3 separate regions of the Sus scrofa genome follow, and all the other regions are linked to region 2. A link is a contact called in public Hi-C data. All regions are on one chromosome and are shown on one strand. Each heading gives the region's core, a stretch centred on a gene start, on an enhancer-like site or on the middle of the called end of the contact. The rest is flanking DNA. Distances are from core to core; before and after follow the strand shown. Region 1 holds the start of SMARCA1 (probable global transcription activator SNF2L1). Region 2 holds the start of ZDHHC9 (palmitoyltransferase ZDHHC9). Region 3 holds the start of AIFM1 (apoptosis inducing factor mitochondria associated 1).

Region 1 (4,408 bases), core at 826-3,325, 320 kb after region 2:
AATGACGTGACTCTTGTAGAACAAAGTCTACAGATCATGAATTTTAGGTAGATTTGCAAATAAGGATAGCACATGCTCTGTAAATAGCAGTTGTTGCCACAAGCCAAAGGGCAATATTTACATGAATCCCGTGGCAAGGTCTAGGGACCAAACATTGACCTTTCCAGCCAAACTTATACTTGGTAGCAATTTCAGCCCTGTCATTGTGAAAAGGAAGGATCACATTATACATACATGGAAAATTGCCAATGTCTCAATGCTTTTTGCCCCTTCCCCCATTTATTTCTAAATTCTCTTTTGGAACTTGGAACACAGGTTCCCACAGGAAAGGTGTTATGCAGGGATGTGAGTTTCCCAGATTCCTTCACAAAAGTGCATTTAGCCCACCATGTAGCTGAAATATCACACACTGGCAATGAGAAATACAATCAAATAAAGTACCCTTGCAAGCAGGAACACACACATCAATACACAACAAATATTTCTTGAGCCTTTCTCCTTTGAAGCTCCAAACAATGAAAGGTGGATTCTATCCTCCTATAGCTGCAGTTTGGCGATAAAGAACTCTTCCATTGCCTTTATCTGCAAGATTCCTTCTCAAGTCAGGTGGATGCATGCATTGCAGCATCCTTCTCTTCCAGTGAATTTTCCCACCAGACAAGGCTTAATGACTCAGGAGACTGACAAAACTTAGTGGCGAAGGGGTAGGATATCCAACTCAAGGTCTCCAGCTTTTATTTGGAGACACTTCACACTGCAGTTAAATACATCTGTACATTTTTTAAAAATCGTGTTTCGAATGACCTGTTACATGACTTTATTCCATCCCATTTTTGTTTTAAAGTTGATGCTTCAGAAATATGAACTATTTTTAATACTGAGACTCCACATACCCGCTGGAGAGTACATATGTGTACTCTAGGGTGAGAAACGTGGACACCGGGGGCAAAATCTAAAGTGAATGAGAACATAATGGATGTAAAATCAGGGCAAAGCTAAGCACCACACCAGCCTCTCCTTTCCTCTCAGTGGCACAATCCTTCAATCACCTGTGTCTTGCTCTTTGCATCTTTCCCTGTTCAAAACCAGTCCCTGAACAGGATCTCACACTCATTCACACTAAGGTGTAAATGGCCAATAACAGCTAAAATGTCACAAGGTTTTTGCATATTAAGGAATTACAGCTTTAAAACAAAAAAGAAATTTAGGGTATCCCAGGAAAAAGGGATGTATCTGGAGGACAAATGTGTGCCTTCCTGCTATTTGCAGAAATCACACTTGATTTCAGATTGGTAACTTAGGAAGGTGTGTTGAGGGAAATTAATCATGCTTTCTTCATACTTTGGAAAATAGATGCTTCATTTTCAGAATTGTAGGTTTTGTGATTGGTGTTCGGTATACTGGTTTTCTGTATGTTTTGCTACCTTTCGTCCCCAATGACTGAAATTTTAAGGCTGAGATGTAAATCTTCCTGTTATTGATCAAAATAAATGGTGGGGAGAAATGGAAACAATAATATTTAATAACTGACGTTTGCATACCCTTTACGAAATGCTCTTATATCCACGATTATGCATATTACTGGTGTTGAATTACTACTAAACAACGGGGTAGGAATAGAATACCAAAACAATCACAATAATTCAGTTCAACTGCTGATGTTGGGCACCTACCATGCGTTGCCCCAGGTTCTGTGGGGACATTGACCTTGCCCCCCAGAAGTTTTTAAAATTCATTGGTGAAGGCAAAAGATGGGCTCCTGCACATTGGCCATCCAAGAGGTTTCAGAACCGAAAATAGAGCGAATATACGTAAAAACCGAGTCACACTTTGCCTTGTAAGTGAATGTTTGCAGCTGCAATCAAGAGATTCAAGGAATGCTTCTCCTGCAGAATTTACAAAGGTGGGAAGGGCACCACCAGTCCCCCTTTGGGGATCTGGGAAAGGACAGTCCCCAGAGGGGATCTGGGCTTTGCAAATGGTGAGACAGACCTTCTACAGTACAGTTATAAGCAGAGGAAAAGTTCTTTGTGCAAGAAGGGGAGAGCGCCCCGAGGTACAAAGAGCAGATTTAAGGGGAAGAGGATTCCTTCTGCACACATCTGCGAGGGGAGCTCGGGCTGACTGTTGGGGGCGTGTGGGGAAGGAGATTTTTTAGGGGGCCGCGGGCTGTGGGTTCCCGCCTCCACCCCAGTCCGCGCCCCACGCTCAGGCAACAGTTGGTCGTGCGGGGACGGCCTGGGCTCCGGGTGGGGAGGGGGAGTCTCGCGATCGTTGAGGGGGGGTGGAGGAAGGGGGGAGGGTGACGGGGGGAGGCCATGACGTAGGGTGGGTGGACGGAAGTGGGGCAGGGTTGAGGGTTATTTAAAGAAGGGGGGGCCGAGCGAAGGGGTTGGAAGCGAGTGATTCCCCACCCCTGCTCCATCTAGCTCTTTCCAGTGCAGCCACTGCCGCCGCCCAGGAGCCCTCGTCCCCTCGCTCGTTCCCCTCTTCGTTCCCGCTCCAACGCCATGGAGCCGGACACCGCCGCAGTGGCAGCCACCGTGGCAGCCTCTGATGCGACCGCCACGATCGTGGTCATAGAGGACGAGCAGCCGGGGCCGTCCATCTCCAAGGAGGAGGGAGCCGCCGCCGCGGCCACCGCGTCCACCGAAGCCACCGTGGCCACGGAGAAGGGCGAGAAGAAGAAGGAGGTAAATAGGAAGGGGGTGTGTGTGCGGTGGACAAATCCTGCGCCGGGCCCCTCGGAGGGGCCCAAACGCTGACCTTTGGGCGCCGACAGGTACCCGCGGAGCTCCGCAGGGTTGGGGGCGGCGGGCGCGCGGGGTGGGGGCGGCAGAACAGTCTAGCATTCGCTCCCCTCCCCCTTCGCTTCTCGCCGCCTGGAGGGCGGGGGCGGGGCTGGGGCGCGGGCGCGGCGCGGGGCGGCGGGTGCCCGTTATCTCGGGGCTTGGGGGCTGGGGAGCCCTCGACAGCCCCCGGCCCCTTTGGCGTTCCCGGAACTGGGGTAACGAGGTGGGGGATGGGGCCGTGGAGGAAAAAGCCTCCGCCTCCCCCTCTCCTCTCGCTCGCTCCCTCTCCCCCCCCCTTCCCGTCGGCCTCTGCCTGGGAAATCTGGGCCCTTCAATCCCACACTCAGGCAAAAGGGGTTTACTGGGGGTTTATTTTTTAAAATTTGAATTTCCAGGTGCCGGTGGTTGGGAGGAGGAGGACGATAGGAGAGACGTTTGTTTCTTTGATTGGCAATGTCGGCCTTTGGGGTGGCAGGGAGAAAAAAAATCCCTTGTTCGTTTGGTCCCCGCCTGCTGAAGCGGGGGTGTCACCCCGAGAAAACGAGCTCTCAGCGTCGTACCACCGCCCCCCCCCAATCCAGATCCCAAACTGAGGAACCCTGGACGCTGGCTTAGGAAAATTTCCAACGTGTGCACCCTCACCCTCTCCTGCCCCGCCCCCGACGGTATAGTGTTTCACTCCAGGGCCACCCAAATGGTCCCCCAATCCGGCCCCAAGCCTTCCAGGCTTCCGCCTCCTTTTCCTAGTGGGCGCTGCTGGCTCCTGGACACACGCAGGTTTTTTTTTTTTTTTTAATTTTGTTTTTTTAAACCCAGCGTCGCCAGGATGAATTGCTGCTAATGTACATAAGGGGACCGCTGTGACACCTATTAAAGCCAGATCCAAAAAAATACGTATTATCTCCATAAGGCGTATTTCATACGGACTGAGACGTGCAAGTAGAACTATGAAAGGCTATTGAAATATTGGAATAAAAAATTAGGTTGAGGCATAAGGATTTTGATGTATAGTAAAATTGTGGAATGGATCGTTTATGGCTGGATTTTTTTTCCGTTTACGAGTAGACATATCGCAATTAAAAAAACGGTAGGTAATTAAAATTATGCTTTAGCGATCTCAAGTGGCTTTGTTTGAATCATTATATGATGCTCTACGACCAAATGAAAAGCTTTTGAGGGAAATTAACACCTTTGGCCGTGAATTAGAGTAATTTTAAATTCAGCAGTTGCTTAAAAGTGACGTATTTTACTGTTACAAGGTTGACTAAACAGAAAGACAATTGTAGCGCTAAGTGAAAACCATAGAAAACATACGCATTTTAAGATCTGTGTGGTACTTGGATCAGTAAGACAATATCGATGATTAAAGCTGGGCCAAATACCAAGCATCGATGATATAAATCAATGTTGGGAAATTCAGGAATGTGTCTGGATACCTTTTCTTCCCTAGACTGGGCGAATGTAAGTGCTTGGCCGTCTTTTGTATGGCAGTAAATGTTGTCGAATTTCCAGGGTATATGAATTTTTGGAATTGTGAAGAGACTGGTAATCAATAAAAAACGTGTATAATCACTGAGTTGATGCATATATATTCGTGAACTCTGTGGCCTTATCAG
Region 2 (4,711 bases), core at 832-3,331:
ACCTACACAGCCACTTAATCCCAGAGGAAATGTGACCTGGAGCAGGGAGGGGCAGATCTCAGGAATGTGTTGCTGTGACACATCGATTCCAGGACTCCCTGGACTTCACCTGTGCCTGAGATGTGAATAAAGTATGTTTGGGTGTTGCAGAGGTTTATTTTTGTCTGCTCCCCAGTCAGGAGGATGGCAGTTGGGGTGACTGTGCCATTCATTCCTAAGGGCATTTGGTGTACACAGGCTTGGGAATTCAGGGGCCTGATGGGGCTGAGGGATGTTCCTCTCCCTTCCATACCAAGTGTGTGCAATCCCAGCACCCTCCTGGATTCAAAGGGGAGAATTGGAGGCAATGATACTGATCATATGGTTTATAAAGACTAAACCGATGATGATAGTTAGCATGAGTACTGAGGAACAACAGAAGCTTTATAAAGACATGCTTTCCCCTACAAATTAATTAGAACACATCTCTCTCATGAGAGAATTACCTAGTGATTTTTTTTAATCCTTTAAAATTTTTGATTGAAGGGTGCCATGAAAGTATCAAATGTAATTATCATTAGGTAGCATTTTGCTTCATATCACTGTGGGACCCAAATCCTGTAAAAGGAGGAATAGCTCTTGACCATGTACCTGGTCCTTCACCTAACACAAAAAACTGCTTTGACAGTCTCCCCCCCCCTCTTTTTTTATTAATTGCAAATGCCTTCGCCCTAGAGCAACTTTATTCAAACTCAGGAAAATAGCTGACAACTGGACATTCTCTCCAACAGTGTGACAGGTAAGGAAAGGCCACCTTCAGCCCTTTCTCATATTTCCTCTTATATTTGGAAACCAAGAGCCATACTAGTGGAAACAGACCTTGTGTCTTTTATTTTTATCTTTTTAGGGTCGCACCGGCAGCATATGGAGGTTCCCAAGCTAGGGGGTCTCATCGGAGCTGTAGCTGCCGGCCTATGCCACAGCCACAGCAACGCAGGATCCGAGCCCGTCTGCGACCTACACCACAGCTCAGGGCAACTTGGGATCCTTAACCCACTGAGCAAGGCCAGGGATCAAACCCGCGTCCTCATGGATACTAGTCGGGTTTGTTAACCACTGAGCCACAACGGGAACTCCCCACCTTGTATCTTTTAAAGTCTGCTGTGTAATATTGGTTCGGTGGTTCTCCATTGTTTTCCCCACTCCAACCTTGACCGTCTAAAGGATGAGGCGCACTCAGATCAGTAGCAGCGGCTCACTGTGGCAATAACTGCGGGGGCAGGTTATTGAAGGAAAGAATGAATGTGGTTGGTGGGTGGAGATTCTGCCTTAGATACCCGCTCCCCCGCCCCATTATCACAAGCTCTTCAAAGCTAGTAGTAATTTACAAGCTCTTTGGCAAGCTACTTCATTATCTACCTGGATGAATGTACTTCCTGTCAGTAGAGTTTCTCTAACCCCGTCACTGTCAATTTTTTTTGTTTACGATACTGCAAAGAGATTTGACGTTCTTGGGCACAGTTATCCCCTTCACGTTCCTTTTTCGTTTGTTTTGTTCCGAAAGCCTTAGAGTTGCAGGCCAGGGTGACTAGAACAAGAGGTGGGGTCCCTAATTAATGAATGGGACTTGGGAGGCAGAGGGCTCGTTTTTACGCCGGTAAGGAGTAAAATTCCGAGTCGCGGTTGATTTCATGCAAATAGGGCTGGAGAGGCCCAGGGCGGACCTAGTTTGGGGTGAGCACCCGGATCTGCGAGCCCGTGTTGCTTCAGCGTCTCACCATGCGTGTGGGGGGAGGCTGGCCCCCGGTCTCTCCTGGTCCCATCGGCACTAACCTTCACCCCAGTCTCTGCGGAACTATATTATTAGAAAGCGACACTCCACACACTGCCGCTCAGACGCCAGAGGGAGGCTGCCAGTGGCTTGGCAGGTGGGCACGAAGCCGGGAGATGGGTGGGGGAGTGGGGCGGAGGCATCGTCGAGTGGCGTTTGGGTCAGCCAATGGTAGTTCGGAGCTGGGGTGGCAGGGGCGGAGGCGCCGAGGCCGATCAGCCAATGGAGGGCGAGCAACTACTGGAACGACCTGGTGACGTGAGGAGCGTTCCATTCGGCCAGCGGTGGGCGGTTGCCACAGCTGGTTTAGGGCCCGGACCATTGGGGCCCCTTGTCAGGAGGAGGCAGCCTTCGGGCTGGGGAGTAGTCGCTGCCACCTCGGGCGGCCGACGCGGTCCCCTGGGATAGTGCACTTCCTGGCCTCGTTTCCCCGCTGAGTTCGCTCTCCGGGGTTCAGGTAACAAGGAGTGGGGGTGGGGGTCTCCGGAGCTCGGCCGCGTGGTGGGCTGCCGCCCCCTCCGCTGCACCGGGACGCGCGGACCTGGCCCTGCCCTTCTCGGGCTCCGCGCCTGCCGAGCCCGCGGCTGAGGGTGACTACACGTGGCGGGGCGTGTGTGAGTGTATACGAGCGTGCGGAGGTGGCGCGCGTCCCAACCTGCCCGGGGCGGTGGTCGGCGGCGTGGCCGAGGCAGGGCGGGCCTCCCGAGGCCGCGCCCGCCGCCGGTCCGCCTCGAACTCTGGCCTCGGATCTCGGGCCGCTGGGCCGGTCCCTGGTTCTCGACGGATTTTGATCTTTGTTCTGCCAGGCCCAGCTCTCCTCCTTCCTGGTCTCTCTGCTCCCGCTGGGCTGGTTTATTAGGAGGAGATTGTTTTCCAGGTTAGTTTTACACAAAGGAAGTGTTAACTGCACCTCTGGTGCCCCCTCCCTTTTCCCAAGCCTTCCACCCTCTCCTTTCCCTGCTCAGCTCCTAGGTTCTCTTTGGACCCTTGCCCTCTCCAGCCCGGGAATGATTTCAAGTTGGTTGTTTCTCATCAGTCAGTCGGGCTGCAGGCTTCCACCTCATTCTTGCCAGCACTGGGCATGTGGTATCAGTAAATAGAGGCCACAGCACCACACCTGAGAGAAGGGTGGCCTTGGCAGAGAAAGGTCTGGGGATTCAGGATGCTAAGTGGAGATGGTACTTCCGAAATGTCCCAGAAAGCACCCTTATGACTTTTCTTAACTGCTGCTATCCCTCCCCCGCCCTCCAGCCCTATCAGAACCTCTCCTGCTTCAGGCAGCCTTTCACCTACAGGTTTGTGATGTGGTTTCATTAAGAGTCCCACAAATGTTAGGCTAGACCAGCAAGATTGGTTCATTTCCCAGACTCAGGAAGTTAGGAGGGTTTGATTAGGGGAAATCTGTTTTGAGTAAATACAACCTGGGTTTGTGTACAGAATGTCCAAAACCTCCTAGCTCTGCCAGAGGATGACTTGTTCGCTGGTGTGATTCATATTTGACCGGCTAATTGAAGAAAGAAAGTGAAGAAGTGGAGAAGCGGAGAGAATGGTTCCTTAAGAATAGAGATTCTTACTGTTATTTTCAGAGTCCTCTTCATGATGATTATAAAACAATATGGTAGAGTGGAAAGTGCCCTGGCCTGAAAGTCAACAGACTTGTTTGTTTTCTTGGCTTAGCCTTGTGGCCTTGTGACCCTAGATAAGTAATTTCCCCTCTTTGGTCTTGACTTTACTCATTTCCAAAACAAAGTAATCGGACTAACACCTATAAAAATCCCTTCTAGTTCCAAAGTTCTCTGGGAATCACATCATCAATATTACAGTGGAAGTAACGGAGTATATTTAAGAAGATATACTAGCCCCCTTCTCTTTTTGAGCGCCTTTAACTTTTTCTTCTGCTAGGGGACGAAAACAGATTAGAAATAAACTTCCCCATTTCTTCACCCAACACCCCTTCAGGCGTTGCTCCTCTTTCTGCCTCTGGGAAGGAAGATTGAACTGCATTTTCTTGTTCCTGCCTCATTTTTTTCTGTCTTCTTGTGTTTTTTCTTAGGGCTGGAAATTGGACTTTTGATGATGTTTGACCCGGCGGCAACAATAGCAGGCAACGTGATTTCAAAGCTGGGCTCAACTTCTGTTTCTTCCCGCTTGTAATCATAAAGCCCATTTTGGACCAGGAATTCCAATCATGTCTGTGATGGTGGTGAGAAAGAAGGTGACACGGAAATGGGAGAAACTCCCAGGCAGGAACACCTTCTGCTGTGATGGCCGAGTCATGATGGCCCGGCAAAAGGGCATCTTCTACTTGACCCTCTTCCTCATCCTGGGGACGTGTACGCTCTTCTTCGCTTTCGAGTGAGTTTCTGTTGAGTAGCATGGCCTGATTATAGTTAATCTTGGGTCCAGGGAAAGAACCGTCTTTCTGGGGAGTTTGTCAGGAGTCCTGGGATGGGCTCTGGGCCTCTTGAGCGGTGCCTATAGATCGTGCCAACTGAATTCATCGCTTTGCGCTCATAACAGAGTATGTGCTTCCTCAAAAGCCCAAGACCTCTGATACCAATTTTACTGCACTGATTTGGGGCCACCCCTGGAACACTGGGGGAGTAAAAGAGTTTGTCTTTATCACTCACCTCCCCTTATCAGTGGTCTCCTTAGATGCTTAGTGCCTGCCTCTTCCCCACCCCTCCTGAGCCTAGAGTCTAGGGGCACTTCTCGTGGCCCATGATACTCATAATACTCACCCATTCTGTTATTCTGGGTCCTATTTCCTTAGGGCTCGGCTCTTAGCTAGCTGTTAAAATCGAAAAGCCAACTGAATTGGGAACCTGCAGATTGGTTCCAGCCTCAGCTGTGCCACAGTCTAGCTGCATGTGTGGCACATATGTGCTTATTAAATGTGAG
Region 3 (4,380 bases), core at 1,541-4,040, 270 kb before region 2:
GTCTTAGTTGGCTAACCCATGGTCATGATTATGAATACCAGTTATCACTGTACAGTGTGAAGAGCAATCCAAATTGTACAGTATTTTGTTTTGTTTTGTTTTGTTTTGTTTTTGGTTGGTTGATGTCTAGATAGTAGTTTGCTGAATCATTCTCCTCTGTATTTGAAGCTAGTGCTGCCGGTGACCATTATCTACAGAAGAATAGATGTTTTTAAAAAGGTAACTATTAATTAGGCATATGCACTAGGTAAGAATGGAAAAAGGCTTTGCTAATTCATAGCCATAACTAAAACTAACTTTCGGAGAGATATAAAAAATATTACATCCATATAAGATGCATTTAGATATATGCTTCAGAAAAAAACTTGCCCCTGAGTCTGAGAGTTCACATCATAGTTGTAAGGTAGAAACACTGATTTCTGAAAATGTGGTCTATTTCCACATGCCCTGATAAAAGCTCTGTGGAATGCGATTTGGGAGAACTTTTGCTTATATTTTTAGAGTTAATCAGTATGTGTAAATTGCTTTTGCTCCCCCCCAAAATGATATAATTTTTAATTAAGAGGACAAGAAAATACCTCATTGCATCTATTGCAAAAATGAATGTGCTGTACAATGACTTTTCCTTGTGTTAACTGTTCATCATTAAATGACTTTCTTTCAAATACATCTAGTTGTTTTCATAGGTACTTGAGTGTCATGATTTTGACAGTGTTTTTGAAAGCCTCTTTCATCAACAGATATGATTAATTTTGTATTTAATCAACCCATGTTGATTATCGGCTTTTAGAAAGAGAAATAAATATCCATGTCCGTAAAGCCTTTAAAATCTGAATTAGAAAGAACTTTTTACCTTACTGTGGAACCGATATTTTCAATATTTATCCCTCCCAAACAGCCGTCAGTTAAAAGTCACGCATTGCCAGAGTTCCCCTGTGGCACCAGTGGATTAAGGATCCAGCATTGTTACTGCGGTGGCTCAGGTTCGATCCTTGGCCCTGAAACTTCCCCATGTCATTGGTGTGGCCAAAAAAAAAAAGTCATGGTATTGCCTGCACTTCTGAACATTAGTCTATTCTTAATGAGTAAGGGAATACTGGGTCATTTTTACCCAATAAATACTGTTTCCTGAATTAAACTTCCTCAAACAACACCTTTGTAATTTCATTTTCTATCCTTAATCCACTAAAAATAATAACTTCATCACCTACAAGATTAGGGCTAAATTCTTTTACCAGTTCAAATCTGGCCCTACCATATTCACTTGTCCTTATTTACTTCTTAGTATGTACTCTCTGTCATTGTCCCCTATAAATGTGCTGGGGTTTGTTTGTTTTATACCTCCAAGCTATTTAAACAACATGATGCATCCTGTAAAATACTTTACAAATATTAGGTCATGTAATCTTCATAACAACCCTATGAGATTGATAGATGAGGAAACTGAAGCACAAGTGACTTTTCCAAGTGGCAGAGCCAGGATTCAACTTGGGGCAGAAGGGATCCAAAGTCAATGGTGCTTGACCACTGAAAATATTACTTTGGGTCCCAATGAATTCACCATCTGAAATATCATCCCTTCTCCATTGTCTATTTGAATTTTAATACTCATCCTTCAAGATGTAGCTTAAGTAACATTTCTTGTATGAAGTCATTCCTTAGCTTTTCCATCCCATACTTTTCTCTTGCTCTGGCACTACATCAGATATTTAAATGACCAGTGTATGTCATCTTCCCAATCAGACAGTGACCACTTCCTATACTATTCACATCCCCCAGAGCTCCTCTCATAGCACAGTCCAAATGGCAAGTGCTCAATACTTGTTAACCAAACATGTAACTCAAAGCTTTGAAAAAGACATATTTTGCATACAGCCCAAAGTTTATTTCCAATTTAGCTTACATGTGGTAGAGTCAAAACACCTATCTGCACTCAGCCTCTCACCCTACTCCTCCAACTCTTTTAAAAAATCTGCTTAGGATTTCTCTCATATAAAGTCGGTGAAGCACAAACTCTTTTTGCCGGCATCCTGCTCTCAAGCACCGAAGCCGTAACAGCCGACTACCGCAGCACCCGGTACAGCATCTAGGACACAGAACCGCACAGTATAAAAGTGGTATGGGAAAGAGTGAGCGGAATGTCTACTGGTCCAGGAAACAGGCGCTTGGTAGGAAAGCGCCAGCAATTTGTAAAAGACGGAAGTCCGCTCCGAATCTGGGAAGCCAGGTTCCCCGGCAGGCCCTGTGGAAAGACTGGAAGTGGACTTCAGCAAGAGAATCCGGAAGGCTTATTACCTAGTAATTAGGAACCTAAAACAGAAGACTAAACCGCGGCGCTGAGGCCACGCTTTGTGAGGTACTGTTACCGCAGCAGTACTGGCCACAACCAGGCAGAGCGGCCCCATCAGCCGCTCCTCGGGCAGCTTTCCAAAAGCGCTTACCCACACGTGTTGCCACCAACCTGCGGAAAATAGCTAGCAACTCCGGCTGGGGTCTTTGCAAGTGTGAGGGCAGCTAGGCACATGCGCACAGCTTCTCGCCGTGCGGGCCAATCGCAATGCGGCGCTGAGCATCGCGCCTGCGCAGTAGGCCTCCAGGCGCTCTTCCCCTTCCCTGCCGGAGCTGGCCGGCTTAGCTGTCCAATGCCCACCCGGAGCTGGGAGGAGGAGCCTGCGTAGAGTGCGTGTGAAGGGAGCAAGGGGAACGGCCCGGGGCCCTTGGTGTTTGACCCGTCCGTCGGTGCGTAAGAAGAAAGGAAAGGAGGCGGCGGTCCAGAGTAGCGGTTGCCGAAATGTTCCGGTGTGGAGGCTTGGCGGCGGGTGCTTTGAAGCAGAAGCTGGCGCCCTTGGTGCGGACGGTGTGCGTCCGAGGCCCGAGGCAGAGGAACCGGCTCCCAGGTGATTGACCCATCCCGGTAACCCCCACCTCGAAGTCCAAAGGCCTGGGCTCCAAAGGCTCTCTTTGCCTCTCAGTCCTAAGCCCACCCCACCCCCACCCCAGGGGAAAAACTAAACACACTCACAGTCGCTAAATTCCGAGGTGGAGAGATCTAAACTGTGAGTTTCGCAAATCGTGCTGACCTGACCTTCAGGGGATTTGAGCCCAGTAGTCGGCTTGAGGCCTTTTCCTGGGAGGCTTTGCTGTTCGGGGATAACAGACCAGCTGGCTGTCTCCTATTGTCCGATGCCACCTCGCAGCCACCCCCAGTTGGCCTTTTTAGAGCCGTGAGGTCAAGTCGACTTTGTCGTTTGTCGGTTGTGAGGCCCTAAGCAGGACGTTTAAGCTCGACACCTCAGGTCCTTTTGTAAATGAGTATATTGCCTGCCTACCTTCCAAACCCCACCTGTGATTCATAGATTTGAGCGCCCTGAGAAGCAGAAACAGTGCAATGAAAGTAAAGAGTCAGTCGGCTATGCGCCAGACACCAGGAAGAGTTGGCCCAGAATTCATTTGACATGTCTGGTCAGTGGAATTCTTGCTGGTCTCTAATGCTTCTAAGAAACAGTTTGCAGAACGCATTGCATTTGCCCTCCATGAAGTTGTTTCATCAAATGTTAGAGCTGGAAGGGATTTCGTGGTAAAGTTCAACCCATTCATTTTATAGATAATAAACCGAGGCAAAGACAGGTGAAATTACATGCCCAAGGTCACAAACCTAATTAATAGGCAGAGCAAAGTATAGTTTTCCAGTCTTTATTTCCCTAATCCCCTCGCCCTAACTCCACATTGCTTTCTAAAATTTGACCTCAGAAGGTTAAGAATGAATGCGGTTCCCCTTCAGCCGGTTGTGCATCAGATACCCTTGAATGTATCCAAGCTTATCTCGAGCCTGCTAATCTTCAACCTGCACAACTTCAGAGGGGTAAAGAATCATCTACCTGTAGGAGGTGCTGTTTTGTGGGTTTTTTAGTCAATAATCTTTGAATGGCCACCTGAAGATATTCATATTTGCAATGTGAGAAATGATCCTTGAGGCCTTTTCTTTCTTTTTTCTCTTTTACTTTCTTTTTTTTTTAAGGGCTGCACCCAAGGCATATGGAAGTTCCCAGGCTAGGGGTATTCGAAAGTTGCCCAGAAATTTACACAGAAACTTAAGTAAGCTGAAGATTTTCATCTACACACACTGGCCTTTCAAACTTTATGTACTTATTTTGCCTAAATTGTTTTGTGGGAAAACTAAGAATTATTGGCAATAGAGATCCTGAGGAGGAGTTCCTGCAGTGGTGCAGTGAGTTCGGAATCCAACTGCAGTGGCTCAGGTCCCTGCAGAAGCTCAGGTTTGACCCCCACCCCCCGCCCACTGAGTGGGTTAAAAGATTCCCTGTTGCCCTGCAGGCGTAGCTCGAAGCTAAGGCTTGGACTCAGTCCCTGGCCTGGGAA

Evidence for each region. Hi-C and Micro-C count contacts between places; a contact is called where the count stands out from the background.
Region 1: a contact with region 2 is called in a Hi-C map of liver, with 2.4 times the contacts expected there. The contact joins the promoter of SMARCA1 here to the promoter of ZDHHC9 in region 2. A contact is called at or near these places in 2 of 47 Hi-C or Micro-C datasets (epiblast stem cells and liver).
Region 3: a Hi-C map of liver shows a contact between it and region 2, with 6 times the contacts expected there. The contact joins the promoter of AIFM1 here to the promoter of ZDHHC9 in region 2. A contact is called at or near these places in 1 of 5 promoter capture datasets (liver), 1 of 47 Hi-C or Micro-C datasets (liver) and 1 of 2 datasets of contacts at active chromatin or transcription factors (alveolar macrophages).

The regions. Positions count from the first base shown.
Region 1 is chrX:106,113,823-106,118,230 of Sscrofa11.1, reverse strand. It overlaps SMARCA1 (probable global transcription activator SNF2L1), which reads left to right and starts at 2,075. Exons shown (of 24, transcript XM_003360444.4): 1 at 2,075-2,693. The coding sequence starts at 2,511.
Region 2 is chrX:106,433,447-106,438,157 of Sscrofa11.1, reverse strand. It overlaps ZDHHC9 (palmitoyltransferase ZDHHC9), which reads left to right and starts at 2,081. Exons shown (of 11, transcript XM_003135365.5): 1 at 2,081-2,267; 2 at 2,617-2,687; 3 at 3,864-4,165. The coding sequence starts at 3,999.
Region 3 is chrX:106,706,533-106,710,912 of Sscrofa11.1, reverse strand. It overlaps AIFM1 (apoptosis inducing factor mitochondria associated 1), which reads left to right and starts at 2,790. Exons shown (of 16, transcript NM_001297632.1): 1 at 2,790-2,897. The coding sequence starts at 2,792. It also overlaps a transcript of RAB33A not described here.